Linked DNA regions of Mus musculus: region 2 is linked to region 1. A link is a contact called in public HiChIP or PLAC-seq data. All regions are on one chromosome and are shown on one strand. Each heading gives the region's core, a stretch centred on a gene start, on an enhancer-like site or on the middle of the called end of the contact. The rest is flanking DNA. Distances are from core to core; before and after follow the strand shown.

Evidence for each region. HiChIP or PLAC-seq counts read pairs in DNA pulled down with a chosen protein or histone mark.
Region 2: a contact with region 1 is called in an H3K27ac HiChIP or PLAC-seq map of oligodendrocyte precursor cells, with 6 times the contacts expected there. The contact joins two enhancer-like sites. A contact is called at or near these places in 1 of 39 promoter capture datasets (hippocampal neurons), 1 of 484 Hi-C or Micro-C datasets (bone marrow-derived macrophages) and 3 of 115 datasets of contacts at active chromatin or transcription factors (embryonic stem cells, oligodendrocyte precursor cells and pancreatic cancer cells).

What each region holds. Positions count from the first base shown.
Region 1 is chr16:92,651,682-92,657,585 of GRCm38.p6, forward strand. All of the region lies in intron 5 of Runx1 (runt related transcription factor 1), which reads right to left. Among named protein-coding and RNA genes, the nearest start is that of Gm30224, 58 kb to the left of the region's middle. Within about 2 kb of position 2,305, at least 96 of the 459 cell types and tissues checked have an H3K27ac peak or open chromatin away from gene starts, as enhancers often do. A contact at or near this core is called in oligodendrocyte precursor cells, where this site is marked.
Region 2 is chr16:93,384,508-93,390,411 of GRCm38.p6, forward strand. No RefSeq gene overlaps it. Among named protein-coding and RNA genes, the nearest start is that of Mir802, 18 kb to the left of the region's middle. Within about 2 kb of position 3,409, at least 12 of the 459 cell types and tissues checked have an H3K27ac peak or open chromatin away from gene starts, as enhancers often do. A contact at or near this core is called in oligodendrocyte precursor cells, where this site is marked.

The DNA.
Region 1 (5,904 bases), core at 1,055-3,554:
ATATATACTACACACATGTATGTAGCACATGTCTACTACACACATATACACGATAGCACATATATATGTTATATGTACATACAATGTGTTTATATCACATATACATATAACATGTTCTATATATGTATTATATCTATCACACACACATATAAGTCACACATATATGTATGCATTTGTCATATATTTGTGTGTGTGTGTACCTGTGTGTGATCCACCCATGCACACATACACATTCACATTTCTCAATCAGACACAAACTATTCCTTGATCCACACACGGAACAGTAAAGCCAGCGGAGGCCAAATCCAGACCAAGCCTGACAGTCACAGACAACAGGCTGACAGGCCCCGCCTCTCCTGCTCCCTGAGGCCCCAGGACTCCTCTCTCCCTCTTTGAGCCCCAGGATTCAGGGAGAAAAAAAAAGCAGCAGTCTCTATCAGTCATTCTCCATTCTGGGCCTTGAGTGACAGACTTCAGGTGTGGTGGCTCCCATGGGACCCTGGTGTCCTGAGAGTAGAGGGGTTTGTCTCTGTGGTCATCACCCTCCCTCACCTCCTGCTTTGTCTGGTGACTAAGGAGGTAATTGTAGCTTAGAGCAGAAGCTGTCTGGTTATCTTGTGCTCCTGACCCGCAGTGGTCCTCCGTGGGGGTGGCCGCCTGTGGGAGAACTGCAGGGAACTCACACGGCAAGACCTGCTCCTTTGCCAGCCTGTAATCTCAACTGTTATCTAACTCTCCTGAAAGCACGGTCTCAGGACCCCCCTCTGTAAAGTGTAATTAAAAAGTAAGCTGATGTAACTGTTCTTATCCATCTACCGGAGCAGCTCTGACACGGATAGACTTCAGGGAAGACAGCCATGGGAGGACTGCAGGACACAGGCAGAGGCAGGAGAGCTCTCTAGTCTCTGAAATGCACCTGGACTCGGGCCTTCAGCAGGGCAAGCCCTAGGTTGCACGGGCCTGGGAGGAAGGAGAAGACACTCAGAGGCCCCCACCTCCATCTCCATGCTCAGCGCTGGGTCTGAGCAATCCTGCATCTCTCACTTCTCCTAATGAGCTGTCCTTCTCCTGTTCCTGCCATGCTACATGTGATTGGCAGTGGTGCTGAGTATGTTTGCACAGAGTCCAGATAAACAGAGGCCTCTTGGAGGAGGCTGAGTGATGTCCCTGTAAAACCTGGCTGGACGGAGGAGTGAGAAAGCGAGCGAGTGAGTGATTGATTGGATGTCCTTCTCTGGGGTTCTCGGCTCGCAGCATCAACAACGATCTTTCTCCCTCCGTGCTTAGGAAAAGGGGGTAAAGAAAAGGCTCCATCAATCCCTAAACCTGAAGAGGAAAAAAAGAGCCAATTGGAGCTCTAGGCTGGCCTCAAGGAAAAGGGACCAAAGAGACAGCACAGGGCAGACGCTGAGCACCTGTGAGTTCACAGTTGTGTTTTAGCAAAGCACTGGCTGAGTGCCACACTCAAGAAAAGGTTACTTTCAAGTTGTTTGGGGGTGACTCTGTCTCTCAGCCACTGGGGTGTGTGACTGGGGAGGAGGAGGGGCGGCAGCTACAATCCAGGAATGGCCGAGTGAGCAGAATCTTGTCTACCAGTCACAAGTACCCATCAGCAAGCAGCCATGTACCTGCAGAGCACCGGCCTGGTCACTTACAAAGGGAGAGTTCTACTCATTCCAAATTCTGAGCACACCCCACCCCTCACCCCCATTTGCCCCCCTGGTGACCTCATCTCAGGCAAGGAGTAGGGAGCAGTGTGGCTACCTCCCTATCAACCCAAGACAACCTTCTGCCTCTGAGTCCTTCCCACATTTGGCAGTGGTGGGCCTTGTCCCTGGTCACCTAGGGACTGTCCTATGGGAAGCTGGTCAGGTGAGATCCAACTCCCCTCTCTCTGCTGTCTTCTATAGGAAAATCGCTTTTTCCAATGGGTTTTTGAGTCTTTCTTTTTAGTGTATCTGTTCAGCCCAGACACTGCTGTCTGTTAGGATACACTTTGGAGCCCAGAAAGAGAATCCCGGAACTGGGCAGATTGCTCTGTTGTCTCTTCCAGCCCCCCGGGGGGGGGGGCACCCCATTCCCTTCCTGTTCTCTTCTCCGTCCCCCACCCCCACCTCCCTCGCCAACACACACACACACACACACACACACACACACACACACACAGAGGGTCACCTCTGCTTCCTCCATTTTCTGTGCAGCTGCAGCTGAGGTATAGTAAGGCTACTGTATAGGACTTTGAAAGCAGGGCCGAGCAGGGCTTTCCAGACTCCATACAAGCCAGCTATTCTCTGCCTTGTTTTCTTTGGCTTCGGGTTAAGCAGCACCGAATGAGTCAAACAGTATTAACTTTCAATAGGGAAGTGGTGTGGTCAACCAAAGCTGTTTGTGGCTAGATTGTGGAGATAGGTAGGGCAGGTAATGAGGAAAGGCCCAGCATACGCAAGGGGGGGGGGGCAGCCTCACTCAGCAACGCTCTGGCAATTAAGTCAACAGAACTCACACCATCTTTTTTTTTCCAGTTGGCTGAGGAATTAACACCAAGGTCTCTGGCCGGCCAGCTTTGGGAAGTTGGCCATTAGGCTCGGACAATTGAGCACTTTGTGTGTTTACAGATTTTTTTCCCCTTTCTTCTTTTTTTTTTCTAAGGCTGCCAAAGTCATGGGAAATATAGTTTTGATGATTTCCCCTGCTTAAGCCACTCCACTCTGCATTTATTCCCGTCCCTTTGCAGCAGCTTGGGCTGGATGGGTCGATCCTCCCTCTGGCCCTACTCCATCTTGCTCCTCACTAGCCCCTCCCCCACACCCCCAGTGGCCATCTCTTCTCCATCCCCCTTTGGACACACTCCTCAGAGCAGGTCACCTGCTAGAGGCTGGAAGAGGATGCCTTGCAAGTTCAACTGCTCCTGGAAACATTGAATCAAGCGTTGAGTTCATCAGTGCCTTAGCCCTCACTACACCCTCCTCCCAACTTTGTAGATGACAAAACTGAAGTTCCAGCAGAAGCTGAGAATTGCACAGAGCCAGGTGGCAGGGCCTGAGGGCTTTCCATTGGGCACTGCCCCCTGCTCAGGACTCAGGAGCCCTGCTGAGAAGAACTCCGCCCTCCAGACTCAGATTTCAATGTTTTCCACTTCTTCCTCTCTGCACTCTGCTACTTATTTATTTTGAGAATGGCTGAATCACTCTCAGAGCAGAAAAGATTCTCTGATCCTGCCCCCAGCCAGTGTGTTGGCAGATGCACGGACTACCCAGTGGCCTCCAGAGCCTCAGCATCAAGTAGCTGAAGGGTTTGAGGCAGGCACGGGGCACAGGGTGGATCGGTTCACCTCCCAGAAACTGAATCTCAGGCACACACAGAGACACAGATACACACACACACACACACACACACACACACACACACACACACTGTAACACACACATTTATACACATACTCACACATATACAAACAGGCACACACACACAGACAAACACACAAACAGACATAAATATGCATACACAGACAGACATACACACTCACAGACATACACAAACACACACACAGACATAAATACACATACACAGACATATACACTCACAGATACACACAGACATACACAAACAGACATATACACTCACAGATACACACAGACATACACAAACACACCACACACACACACACACACAAACAGACATAAATACACATACACAGACAAACAGACATACACACTCAGACACACACTCACAGACGTACACACACAGACATAAATACACATACACAGACAGACATACACACTCACAAACACACACTCTCACATAGACACACACTCACAGACACACACTCACAGACACACACTCACACACAGACACACTCATAGACATAGACACACACACTCTCTAACACACATTCATACACATACAAACAGGCACACACAGACACACACATAGACACACACAGACACACATAAACATACACAGACACACACATAGACACACACAGACACACATAAACATACACAGACACACATAGACATGAATACACATACAGAGACACAGACACAGACGTACACTCTCACACTGTCTCTCACCCATACACCCTCACAGATATACATAGACACACAGATACTTACATACATACATACATACATACACCACACACACACACACACACACGCACGCACGCACGCACGCACGCACACACACACACACACACACACACACACACACACACACATACAGGAAATATAGACTCAGAAGCAGCAGGCTATCCTATGGTTTTGCCGCCATGAGAGCCGTATGCAGAAGAAAAACTATTTGGTCCTGGAAAAGAAAATGAATTTAAGCAAAACTCTGAACTGTGGATAAAGGCTGCTTCCTTTGTTTCCAAGTGCCTTAAAAAGTTTCTGGAGGGAGGCAAACGAGGAGGGAAAAGCCTCTCCAAGTCCAGCTTAACAGGGGTGGCTAATTTAAATGCGGACTTCTCCTGCATTCTCACCAATCTGACGAGACGAGACGGAACCTATCTTTCAGGCGGAGAGATAGTTCTGCAGTTAAGAGCACGTGTTGCTCTTCTAGAAGACCGGAGTTTGGTTCCCAGCACCGACATGGCAGCTCAGAACCAACTGTAATTCCAGTTTGAGGGGATGGAAGGACCTCTTCTGGCCTCCAGGGCACCAGGCATGCACGTGGTACACAAACATACAAGCAGGCAAAACACTCATGCACAAAATATAAAACAAGCAAGTCTAACAAAACCAAAATTATCTTTAAGAGAACAATCATTATTTTCCTTAAGATCACTAAGGATCTTGCCCAATACCTGTAAAACATTAGCAGTCGGTTTTCAGGTTGCTTTGTTTGCAAATATCTCATTCACATCTATTGTATTCCTATTACTTAGTGGATAGGCTATTTCTCTTACTTAGTTGATAAGCCACACTTTGATATATACCACTCAAATAAGACGAAACCCTATACAGTAGAGAGACTCCCCTCCCATGGTACTCATAGCTGACCCAGTAGAATTTTCTAGATGCTAGGAGCTTTGGTAGGTGACAGCAACATGGATGCCCAATGTTCTGCTGGGAAACAGAGCTACATATGACAGATAAAGCCTCTATCTGGACCCACCTGCCTGTTCTCTGAAGAGGCAGGCGCGATGCAGGTTTCACAAGGTGGTGCCTTGGTAAGGCTTGGGTTTGGTTTCTGGTGCTTCGGGATTTAAAGTGACCGTGAGGTCAAGTTGAAAGAGAAAAGGCTCCAAGTGCTGAGTCCTGTGGAACCAATTTGCCAGGTTTCCCCCTCATCTTTAAATAACTTGGTATTGGTAAATATTTGGTGAACACTTCGGCAGAATTCCATGTGATTCCTTTGGTAAATACAAGGTTGGGGATGAAGGAGACTGACTTGCCTGTGTTCCTGGTTTGTGCTTTAAATGTTACAGGGTGCTATGTGCAGGGCTATGTGAAGCACCCTCACATGGAAGTCTCCATGCATGGTATTGCAATCCCTGTGATGAAGGTTTGTTATCAGAGCCAAGACAGTGCGGAAGCTGGAGTCAGGCAGCTAGCCTCAGAGCAATGGCGCCCACCTGGTCTATCTTCCCCTTTGGAAGGTGGGCATCTGGAAACCCCTTCTACAGAGGGAAAAACAGGCACACAGCCAGTATGTATCAGAGGTCTGACTCCAATTCCCTCTCTTACTCCCTGTCGAACCCTCTGATTCTTTTCTGAAATTTGGGACTGGGGCCCCAGGAACAAGGTCAGATCAGGAGTAAAAATGTCCCTCCTGTACGTTTGCTCGTAGCATTATAAAATGAGTGGACCAGAAACGCCGTGAAGCCACCCCACAGGCAAGTAAGGCTGAGATACTCGGGTCAGAATTCCAAAAGGGACCATTAAGTCATCCTGAACTTACGAA
Region 2 (5,904 bases), core at 2,159-4,658, 730 kb after region 1:
CTCCTACCATGCAGATGCACGTTTGAGCAGCACTGACTGGGTCTGAGTGTATTGTAAAGAAGAAAGACACAAAGTCAGAAGCAGGTCTGGGGGCAGGATCTGGGAGCAATAGGAGGGGGGAAGATGGTGGTAGTTGTGATCAAAGTACACTGCATACTTTTACGAAATTCTCAAAGCGTTAAAAGCAAAGCGTGCCAGCGTATTAAGTGCTCGGTGCTGTGGCTATATACCAAGATGCATGAGACATGTGATCACTGTCTCCATCAAACGTGTACAATTACAAGTAGCTATCTAACTAGGCATTAACTAGACTATGTGATGTGTTTTCCCACTGAATGTCTTAAATCTTTCACTATTTAAGTTGATATCAAAAGAAGTAACACACAAGCTACATGAGATTTGTTCAAAACATTGTGGAGAATTTAAGTCTGGGATGAGCAAAAAAGAGAAAGAAAAGACTTGGAGTCTGTATGTGTGGAAAGAGCTGAAACCAGGAGTCCGTGCTGGCATGGCCTCAGCTGCCGCCTCAGAGGGCTTGCTCGGCCATCTTGAGCTCCCCACATGTGGGTCTGTAGATTATTATTAGTGTGACCAGGGCACCAAGCAAGCACACGTTTGTGGTACTTTCTGGCTCTTTGCTAGAGCTGGAGACAAGGAAAGACTTCTTTATCTGATTTTAAAGTAATGTCTAAAACTTTTATAGTCTCTTATTGAAAGATCAATGGTAAATTAAGGATGGATCTTTCCACCTCAATTAACTTAACCTTGGAAGTTTCGCACAGATATGCTCAGAGATCTCGCTCCTGCACGCTTCTGAATCCTGTCATGTTGGCAACCAGTGTCATAGTGGTTCATTACAAATCTCAGTGAAAACTCTGCCACTCTGCACTGCAATCGTATTTGGCTCTAGGATTAACTATCTCTTATCCCCTTTAGGGTGGATGCTGTGTTTCTTACATCAACAACTTAGATGTCTTTTTTTTTATAATTTATTTTATGTATATGGGTGCTCTATTGGCATATATACCTGCATGCCAGAAGGGAGCATTGGATCATATTATAGAAGGTTGTGAGCCACTATGTGGTTGCTGGGAATTGAAATCATGACCTCTAGGAGAGCAGCCAGTGCTCTTAACTGCAGTACATGTGTATGTCAAAGGCTGATGTGGTCTCCGTGTGACATGAGATTTCAGAGGTATACCTCTCATTGACTGAGGACACAGAAAGCTCATGAGAAGAGTTGGGCAATTTAGAAAGTGATTGGTGCTTGTGGTCAGATGTGGCAATGCAACAGGAAGAACCTGAGCCAACAGAGACGGGCAAGAAAACAAAAAAGGGCTGTAAAGACCCTCACGTCCTGGACGACCTGAGCCGGCGAGGGCTTCCTAACAGGTCTTCAGTGTGAGCATAGGAGGTTCTGCCATGGTGGCCCAGCATTAGCTCTTTGGAAATCAAGGCAGATGTTGATGGTGGCACTGAAGACAAGGGCTCTTACCTGCAAGCTCTGCTTCATGGTCATGGCCGGTAATACAGTTCAGGGTATACAGCCTGAGATGGGTCCAGAGTCCCCTCTTCCCTGGGACCTGGATTCTTCTCAGCACTCTTTCCCTTGCTCTTGAGGCCTCGATAAAATATCAAACTGAAAGAAGAGACAGCACGGCAGAAATGGATCTCCTGGAAATGTGTTCTCAGTGCCTACGCTGGAGCTCAGGGTGCTGCAGTGACACACCAGAGGTCGTTGGGGTTGATAAGATGGATGCAACTAAGAATCACAGCAGCCATGACTTACGTGTGCCTATAGGTGTGCATGGAGGTGTGCATGTGTGCAAACCATGCATCCAAACTCATAGACAGGGCTGCAGAGACAGCTCAGTAGTCAAGGACACTCCCTGCTCTTGCAGAGGACCTGAGTTCAATTCCTGGCACCCACATCAGATGCCTCACAACTCCCTGTAACTTCAGCATAAGAGGGTTCTGATACTTCTGGTCACCTGCACTCATGTGCACATACCCCCGACACACATGTAATTAAAAGTAAATCTTATGTGGAGGCAGTATGGAAGGCTTCCTGGCTTCAGGCCAGCCATACTCTACTGTAGAGAGAAAGTCTTCAGCCCACATCTAATACAATGTAGCAGGGCCAGATCATAATGTTGCTTCTTGTTTCTTCTCTTCCAGTCTGAAATTCTGCATCCCACTGGACTGATGTTTATTTTCCAGGAAAACATGAGGTGAGTTTCAATGAGCGGGATTTCTGTTCTGGCCACGCATGCTCAGGTGTGCTCAGGGGTGGAGCCCAGGAAAATAGCTTAGAGCCACTCGCTGTATGTCCTGAAGAAATGGCAAGTCACAGTGGCCATACAGATAGCAGCTTTCAGAGTAGGCACAGATCTTTCTTGTGTCTACAACCCATGCTGAGCCTGGAGGGCAGCGCCATGGGTCTGTAGCTCTTCCTGATATGGAGAGCAAGCTTGCCTCCTGATCAGTCAGGCCAACCACTACAGCCCCCTCTCAGTACTTAAAGCAGATTCAGACTACATACCTCAAAAGGGTCAAAAAACATTGAACCAGAATGCTAGAGTCAGAGAGAGCCACTGTTCAGAAATATAGGTCCTGAGACCCAGCAATGTCTGCCACAACCTCTCCCAACCTACCTCACACTCACTACCATCATCACCAAATAAAAAGGCGACATCAAGGATACGCATGAACAAGCAGAGAAGCCACATGTGGAAGGCACAGAGTGGGCAGAAATGAACGGCCATGGTAACTCTTGAAGGCACGTAGAAACCTCACATCATCAGAGGAACTATGTTTTTACTGAGTTACAGTCTACCAGTTACCAGCAGCATGGGGTTCCCCCACCCACTCCCCAGGGCAATGGCATCTATTTACGGTGACAAAAAGATTTGTCTTGGACAAGGAGTTAGTTTGGATAAGGCCAACGCTTCCAAACATCACTTCAGTAGCATGTAATGGATTACGTGTAAATTTCAGCGCTTTGGTTAAGCCTCTTGCCTCAGAAGGTCATTGGCACAGAAAACGAAAAGTGGAGCTGAATATTTAAGTAAATATATACATGCAGAGCTATGCAAGTTATAGGAGAAGAGGGGAGAGGAAAGGGGACATTTCCCTAGATGCCATGTGTCTGCAGGAGGCTGGACCCGGCTGGGCGCAGACCCTCCATCCTAAAACAGCTCTCTGTTCTATGGGCCCTGTGGTCTCCGAGCAGAAGCTAACTTTTCTGGCTCAGGGTCTGTAACTGAGTTGTGGTGTAAGGTGCTGAGGAGAAGTGACTACAGAAGGCCTATTTAGCCCTTCCTGGCAAGGACACGGTGGAGGAGGGCAGGGAAAGTCTGCTGCTCTTGTAGAGGATTTCCTTACCAGGATGTGGAAAACAGTCTTTCTGTCACGTGTGGCTAACAGTCATCCAGCAAGACAAAGAGTGGTTTCAAGAGGCCCACGTCCACTCAGAGTGCCTGAGAACGCCATGACCAAGCCTCGGAGAGCAGAGCATGAGAGGACTCACAGCCCCGGCTTGGACAGGGAGAGCATTGTTGACAAGTGCATCGGATAAATATTCCTTAATACACTCTCCACCCGGGAAAATGTCGTCACCCGTTTAGTAGGTAAAGTCGACATGCCTGAGCAGAAGCGAAGCGAACTCATGAAAACACATCCCCAAAATGCCTTGAGAGATACCACTGCCTTTTTATAAAGGAATTTTTAATTTCATATATGTGTAGTATACTTATATATTTCCCATGTCCCCATAGTCTCCCAGTCCCTCTGAAATTCATGGCTTCTTTTTCTTTAATTAGTGTGTGTGTGCACGCATGCATGCACATATAAATATCCCACTGAGACCATTTAGTTACTACTTGTATGTGTATGCTTTTAGGGCTGACCACTTGGGGTTGAACAGCCAATTATGGGGTCTCATCCCTGGGGGAAACTAATTCTCTCTCTCAGCGATCACTGAATATCTGTAGTTCATCTAGGTATGGGGTCTTGCAAGGATTTCCCCATACATGATGGGACATGAACTGTGTTATAGTTAGTCAGGTCTGCTTTAGGCAAGCATATCGTGGACTCTCATGGGTGCAGTGTCCCTGACATACACAGGAGGCAAAATCTCCCAGCGACATCTTAGTCCTCTGGCTCTCACAATCTATCTGTTCCCTCTTCTGCAATGTTTCCAAAGCCTTAAGTATAGTGTCATGTTGTAGATATATCAGTTGGGGCTGAGTACCTGGCTGCCACTGATTCTCTGTACTGTGACCAGTTATGGGTTTCTGTAATGGTCTCATCTGCAGCCCCCCATCCCCAAAAGAAGTTCCTTTGATGAGGGATGAGAGCTACACTTATCTGTGAATAGGCTGCTTTTTAAATGTGGAGAGGGATGACCTCCCTATGAGGGAGAGGGATGACTTCCTGTGAAGGAGAGGGATGACCTCCTTACGAGGGAGAGGGATGATTTCCTGTGAAGGAGAGGGATGACCTCCCTGTGAGGGAGAGGGATGACTTCCTGTGAAGGAGAGGGATGACCTCCTTACAAGGGAGAGGGATGACTTCCTGTGAAGGAGAGGGATGACCTCCCTGTGAGGGAGAGGGATGACTTCCTGTGAAGGAGAGGGATGACCTCCTGTGAAGGAGAGGGATAACCTCCTTAAGAGGGAGAGGGATGACCTCCTGTGAAGGAGAGGGATGACCTCCCTGTGAAGGAGAGGAATGACCTCCTTAAGAGGGAAAGGGATGACCTCTTGTGAAGGAGAGGGATGACCTCCCTGTGAGGGAGAGGGATGACCTCCTGTGAAGGAGAGGGATGACCTCCTGTGAAGGAGAGGGATAACCTCCTTAAGAGGGAGAGGGATGACCTCCTGTGAAGGAGAGGGATGACCTCCCTGTGAAGGAGAGGAATGACCTCCTTAAGAGGGAAAGGGATGACCTCTTGTGAAGGAGAGGGATGACCTCCCTGTGAGGGAGAGGGATGACTTCCTGTGAAGGAGAGGGATGACCTCCTGTGAAGAAGAGGGATGACCTCCTGTGAAAGAGAGGGATGACCTCCCTGTGAAGGAGAGAAATGACCTCCTTAAGAGGGAGAGGGATGACCTCTTGTGAAGGAGAGGGATGACATCCTGTGAAGGAGAGGGATGACCTCCCTGTGAAGGAGAGGGATGACCTCCCTGTGAAGGAGAGGGATGACCTCCTGTGAAGGAGAGGGATGACCTCCTGTGAAGGAGAGGGATGACCTCCCTAAGAGGGAGAGGGAGGACCTCCCTAAGAGGGAGAGGGAGGATCTCCCTAAGAGGGAGAGGGAGGACCTCACTAAGAGGGAGAGGGAGGACCTCCCTGTTGCTCCCTCTCTATGCTGTTGAGAATGACCAACATGTGGCAGAATTCTCATGCTGAGCTCTGCATCTCCCTGGATGTCCACAGAGCATCCTGAGATAGGAACCAGTGGAAAATAGGGTTTGGGATTTGGGAATTTGGTCGTGGGTGTACTATTCTTTCAGAAACCTGGTAAGCCTGTACTTGCTGCTTTAAGAATCTTGCCACCGTGTGAATACACCAGCTAATGGGCAGTGGGGCAGCTTTGTCAAAGCCACCCCATAGCTAGGCGGATGTGAGTTTTGGTGGGGCTTTCTGATAGCTTTCTGGAAGCTAGCAGGCTTAGTCCTCAAATACAGATTGCTGGTAACTTCCAGTGCAGCAGCAAGGGCAGAAACATGTGTCTGCACTGAACATGGTGGGGAAGGCAGAGCCAGGAGCCAACGGAAGCATTTCAGGGTTAGATATCCATGGAGATGGGCCAGGGTCCTGACTAAGACTGTTTGGTGAGCTTTTGGTGAACTCAAGGTTCTTTACGTCCCCAGTCGGATCGCCCACTCATCCCAGAGTGGT